Regions from separate parts of the Sus scrofa genome. Here region 1 is linked to region 2. The links are chromatin contacts, called in public HiChIP or PLAC-seq maps. All regions are on one chromosome and are shown on one strand. The core of a region is the stretch at or near the end of the contact, and the rest is flanking DNA. Distances in the headings are between cores, read along the strand shown. Region 1 has its middle 37 kb from the start of PRKCD. Region 2 overlaps LOC100153598 (store-operated calcium entry regulator STIMATE).

The links. HiChIP or PLAC-seq counts read pairs in DNA pulled down with a chosen protein or histone mark.
Region 1: an H3K27ac HiChIP or PLAC-seq map of alveolar macrophages shows a contact between it and region 2. The contact joins two enhancer-like sites. A contact is called at or near these places in 2 of 2 datasets of contacts at active chromatin or transcription factors (alveolar macrophages and skeletal muscle).

What each region holds. Positions count from the first base shown.
Region 1 is chr13:35,326,564-35,329,517 of Sscrofa11.1, reverse strand. No RefSeq gene overlaps it. Among named protein-coding and RNA genes, the nearest start is that of PRKCD, 37 kb to the right of the region's middle. Within about 2 kb of position 1,552, at least 8 of the 83 cell types and tissues checked have an H3K27ac peak or open chromatin away from gene starts, as enhancers often do. A contact at or near this core is called in alveolar macrophages, where this site is marked.
Region 2 is chr13:34,961,310-34,964,376 of Sscrofa11.1, reverse strand. LOC100153598 (store-operated calcium entry regulator STIMATE) reads left to right here. Exons shown (of 10, transcript XM_021068951.1): 4 at 2,692-2,813. Among named protein-coding and RNA genes, the nearest start is that of ITIH4, 19 kb to the right of the region's middle. Within about 2 kb of position 1,681, at least 5 of the 83 cell types and tissues checked have an H3K27ac peak or open chromatin away from gene starts, as enhancers often do. A contact at or near this core is called in alveolar macrophages, where this site is marked.

The DNA.
Region 1 (2,954 bases), core at 303-2,802, 370 kb before region 2:
CCAACTACTTTAAATCAATCAGCCACCATTAACTCACCTGACTGGGTATTAGGTCAGGCTCCCCCAGCTGGGATCAATGATGGGAGGAAAAGGCTCAGATGGAAAAAGGAACTTTGGGAGAGAAAAGGCAAAGGGATAAGCACAGCCCACCATCAAAATACCTTTCATTTCCAACCTCCATTCACAACCACCAGCCAAGCTTTTCAGATGCCAATGCCCAAGCAAACCTACAGCTTGAAAACTACAAGGACAAGATCCAAGCCAAGTATTTCTGGGTTCAGAGACCTCCCTTTAGAGAATCAAATGGAAGTCACCACAGACAGCCTGTTAAAGTGTCTGGGGACTGGGCCACCTGACCAAGCTGGAAGCACCCCATCAAATGGGGAAGGCAGAATCATGTCTCCTGTGTGAGGTGAGGCAATTTGGGCCAGAGAGTCTGAGGCACCCTGTAACCAACCCCTCCACTCTGGTCACACTGGGGTTCTGCCAACCTCATATCCAACACTGTCTCTGAGCTGGTGGTGCGGCATGAAGCTGCAGGTGGGCTCTGCTGTGTGCTCTGGCGCCCTCTAGCAACCATCTGCTCTAACAACTCTCAGCCCTTCTTCCAGTCTCCCTCCCCAGTCCCGGTGCTATGCTGGCCTTAAGTACCTGCCAGGCTGATTTAGCTCCTCCTCTCCCTTAAGCATAATGAAGTGCCCTACAGAAGTGGGTATTTCTTTCTGTCTTTTTTTTTTTTTTTTTTTTTTGTCTTCTTGTCTTTTCTAGGGCCTCATCCGTGGCATATGGAGGTTCCCAGGCTAGGGGTCTAATCAGAGCTGTAGCTACTGAGCCACATCTGTGACCTACACCACAGCTCACGGCAACACCAGATCCTTAACTGAAGTGGGTATTTCTCTCTCAGAGTCTCCCAGGGCACTCATCACTCCCTACTCAAGCCCATTACTTTAAGTTAATCAGCCACTTTATGTCATGTGACCAGCTTTAAATTAAACAGTCGTCTTTAATTCATGTGACCTGGTTTTAGGTCAGATTCCACCAGCAGGGGTCAAAGACAGAAGGTAGAAGCTCAGATGGAAAAAGGACAAACTTTGGGGAGGATTCTCAAGAAAAAGGACACAGGGTTGAGCAAAGGCTGCCCACCAAAGTACCACCACTTCTACACACTCCACTTTCAAGACCACCACGCCCAGTTTCCAGATGCCAGTGCTCACACAAACCTGCAGCTTGAAAACTGCAAGGATAAGAGTCAAGACAGGTATTACTGGGTAGATTCCTGCCTCTGGAGAATCAAAACGCAGTCAGACCCTGCACAGCCTCTTAAAATGTCTCTCCACTCGGCCATAAGACCATGCTGGAAGTGCCCCATCAAATGAGAAAGCAGAACTAGTTGCCTCTGTCAGGCGAGGCAGTTTGGACTGGAGAGTCAAGGGTGGCTGTGTAACCTACCCTTCTCTCAGGGCACATCAAAGAGATCTGCCAAGCCCATCCCCAACTCTGTCTTTGCACCTGGAGGTGGCGCCAGAGAGCTGCAGATGGGCTCAGAGGGTGCTCTGGTGCCCTCTAGTGGCTGTCCCCTCTAACACCAACACTCAGCCCTTCCTCTTGCCTCGCTCTCCTGCCAGGGGCTGTGCTGTCCTTGAGCACTTGCCAGCCTGTTTTCCTTCCTCCTCACCCTCTAAGCACAGTAAGGTGCCCTACAGAGGGATGTATTTCTCTCTCAAAGTCTCCGAGGTCAGGAGTTCCCGTCGTGGCGCAGTGGTTAAGGAATCCGACTAGGAACCATGAGGTTGAGGGTTCGGTCCCTGCCCTTGCTCAGTGGGTTAACGATCCGGCGTTGCCGTGAGCTGTGGTGTAGGTTGCAGACGCGGCTCGGATCCCGCGTTGCTGTGGCTCTGGCTTAGGCCGGTGGCTACAGCTCCGATTCGACCCCTAGCCTGGGAACTTCCATATGCCGCGGGAGCGGCCCAAGAAATAACAAAAAGACAAATAAATAAATAAATAAATAAAATTAAAAAAGAAAAAAAGTCTCCGAGGTCAATGACCCCTTCCTGCACAACACTACAACTTTAAATCTGTCTGCCGCCTGCCTCCTGCAGAATCAAGAAAGCCAACTTTAATTCAATCACCCTCCCTTAATTTACATGACATGGCATTAGGTCAGGCCCCCATAAAAGGAGGAAGAAGCTCAGATGGAAAAGGAGGAAGGAAGTTTGTGGAGAACTCTCAAGAGAAAAAGCAAAGTAATGAGAACGGCCAGTGCACCAAAACATCATTGCTTTTCTCATTCCGTTCAGGACCATCAGCCCTTTTTTCCAGATGCCAACCCAGACAGAAACCCGTAGCTTAAGAAAATGCAAGTCCTACATTGAAGCCGAGTATTTCTAGGTCCAGAATCCTTCCTCTGAAGAAACAAAGTCAATAAAATCCCTAACTGTTAAACTGTCTGGCCACCAGGCCACATGGCCAGGCTGGAAGTCCCCATCAGGATGCTTAAGGGACAACTACATCTCCTCTGTGAAGTGAGGCAATTTGGGCTGGAGAGTCAGAGGTGCCTTGTAATCAACTCTTCATCTCTGGACACATCCTGCACCACAGGGTGGACGCATTTTCGGTTGTCGTTTGTTTGTTTTTGGTTTGGTTTTGTTTCTGGCCACACCTGCAGCATACAGAAGTTCCCAGGCCAAAGACTGAATCTGAGCCACAGCTGCAACCTATGTTGCCAACCAGTTGCAGCAACACGGGATCTTTAACCCACTGTGCCAGGCCAAAGATCCAACCAGTGCTGCCACAGAGACAAGATGGATCATTAACCCACTGTGCCACGGTGGAAACACCTTTTTTTTTTTTCCTTTTTAGGCCATGCCTGCAGCATGAGGAAGTTCCCAGGCCAAGTATCGAAGCCACGCCACAGCAGCAACCCAAGTGTCTGCAGTGAAAACTCCTGGATCCTT
Region 2 (3,067 bases), core at 432-2,931:
CTCTGTCTGGAATGTCTTCCAGCCCTGCCCTGTTGTGCCTCTGAGGGACAGCAGGGCAGAGGGCTGGTAATCCCTTTCTAAGAGGTGCAGTGTGTAATTAGAACCATTTGGACTGAAAGGTTGCTTTAAGCTTCTCTCATTGAGTAAGATTTAGTCCTGGACCAGATTCAGAAGGAAGTTGTAAAGTCTCCCTCTTTGGGGTCTTACCTTAAGACCTGGATGGGTTGTGGTCTGTGTGTTTGTAGTCCCAAATCAGGGGACCAGAAGGGCGATCCTCCCATAGGGAAGTTGGTTAGGAAAGGGCCTTGTCCTTCCAACCCTCGAGCCCAGCAGCAAGCTTGTGTCACCCCCTTGTGAATCATCTTGGTTAGCTGAGAGCCAGCTCCTCATCCTGCTGGCACTGGGCGAGCTCGGGGACTCCATCCCCTGGTGCTGCCTTGACCACACCACTCTCCCTTGAACCTCCATTGGCCTCTGCAAAACGATGATCCAGCTTTAAGGGGGACATTGATAAGCTAGATCACAGCTGGGATGGAATAGGGGCTGCTGAGAGATCTCGAGTGCTCAGCCAGTGGAGAAAAGGCCCAAATGGGGTAGATGTGGTGAAAAGAGCTCTTGACTGAGGATCCAGGCTGCGGGAAGGTGATATAACTTCTCCAAGCCTCCGTTTCCTCATCCCGATCCCCAGGATCACTGTGAAGGATTCATGAGATGATGGGTATATGCAGCATTGGAAGCCCCAGGAACACTTATCATCAAACATGTTAATAGCTCAGTCAGAGGATATTGTTAAAACCAGAGCTCCAGCAGTCAGTTGAAGAGCCGTTGCGGGGAGACTAGGCGGGCAGAGCAGGGCCTTGCCCCACACAGTGGAGAGGTCCTGGCCTGTGGAGGAGCGACTGCTGCAGTGGGATCCATTCCAGCCCCACCACCTTGCCGTGCCCCGTGACTGGTTATAGATTGGAGAGGTCTTAGGCTGGACCAGGGGCATCTTGGGAGTCTGCAGACCTGAGGGGAAGCCAGTCAGTTCAAGGAGAGGAGAAACTTGCAAAGGGATGTGGGAGTTGAGTTCTTTCCAATGGCTGCAGGAGGCCCCAGTGCTGGGGCTACTACTCTGGGTGGCTATTCAGCTTTTGTGGCATCTGGGCTGTGATTCTAACAGCACATTTGTGGAGTGCTTCCTCTATGGCAGGCATTGTTCACAGGTATTGACTTGTTTGATCGTCATGACAGCCCTGCAATATAGATACTTTAATTATCCTCATTTTATAGTTAGAGAACTGAGGCACAGAGAGATTATATAACTTAATCAGGTTCACACACCTAAAGAGTGACGGAGTTGAGATTTGAACCCAGCCAATCTGGCTCCAGGGCCCACAGGATACCTTGTTGTCTGCCAGTCTTGCCTGTGTTGAGTATAAAGTCTAGAGCTTTCTGTCTTTAATCCCAAGGCCAGGCATACAGTAGTAGGCTCAAATCAGTTTGGTGAGGGCATTGAATGAACTAATGCATATGTGTGTATCAGGAGCTCTTGATATTTTCAGGATGGGTCTCAGATACCAGAACCACTTGAAACCAGTGCAGTTTAAGCATCTGAGAGCAGCATTAGCCTAGAGCCAGAGCTCAGCTTGTGAACTTGCAGAAAGTGCCTGGGAACCAGTTGCTATGTTTTCTCTAGTATCTGGTCTAAGAGTGACCCCTTGTGCTTTTAAAGAGGAAGGGCACGCAGGAGGAAAATGCAACCCCTCCCTCTGGTTTTCTTGCCCCTCCAGGGCTGGCAGGACCACGAGTGTGCTCCCTCAGGTTTCAGAGTGCTATGCACGTCACTGGGGCCAGCCTTCGGGTGAGGGCTGTACGGCTGCATAAGATGTCTCAAGTCTCAGCAACTCAAAAGTGCCATGGCTGGTCTGTGGTATCTGATGCTTCTCTTGGGGTTGGGGGTGATGGTTTCCAAGCCATGTGGCCTCCCAGAGGGTTGGGAAGCTGGGGCCTTGGTTATTGCTGACCAGTGAGATCTGAGTACAGGGCCCTCAAGGGAGGACCAGTGGGCAAGGGGCTTTTCCTTGGTGAAGGAAGAAATGCGTGTCGGACAAATGGAAACAGACCCCACAAGACCAAGAGGTCAGGGTGGGCATGCTCTTCTGATCCTCCTCTCCTTCCTCCAGCACCTTGCCTTTTCCGAGTAGCACTTAAGCTCGCTCTTTGGAAATGCTTGCTCTTTCCTCCATAGCAGGCTCTGAAGCACAGGGATGAGCTCTGGTCTGGGAAACCCCAGGGGCCATTCCCCGGATGTTCTGGTGCTGCGCTGTCTTGGGGCCTTGGAAGGGCCAGACCATCTGGGAGGGAAGAGTTACTGAACAAATTTTTTTTTATTAATTCTGTTTTCCTGTCAGCCTCTTTGGCTGCTCCCAGGCACTCTGCTTTGTGTCAGTCTTTGTTTGGCAAGAACACTTGAGATCTTTCAAGTTTCTTGGTCCCTCGCAATGCTATGTCCTGGGGAGGGAGGCTTTCCTAGGCTCCTGGAAGTGAGCACTTCAGCTTCCTGCACTTGCACCCTTAAGGCTCCTGCCTCCCAGAACAGGGTGGCGCAAAGTGCTGGGTCCCCAGCCTTGACCTTGTCCCTGCAAGCACACAGAACCCAGTTCCCTAGATGGTGCTTCCTGACCATGCCACTGTGCCCTCTCCTCACAGGTACCTCATCAACTTCCTCCTGGACGCCACTGTGGGCATGTTGCTCATATACGTGGGTGTGCGTGCTGTTAGCGTCCTGGTGGAGTGGCAGCAGTGGGAGTCCCTACGTTTTGGCGAATATGGTAACGTACCATTGACACAGAATGGGGTGTGAAGGGTGCCCACCTCACTAGAGGCATGGGGGCGGCTCTCAGTTTGGAAGGTGTTTGGTAGGGAGCTACCTCTCTTTCCACTGCATGTCTGCTTGTCTTATCTCTGGGCCATTCCACTCCTGGAGTTCAAAGATCAGGACTGGAGGGCCCATCCCCCCACCCTGGGGCCCAAGTCATTTGCTGTCTCCAGACCGTGGGCTGGCTGCCCACCGAGCATCTGGCAT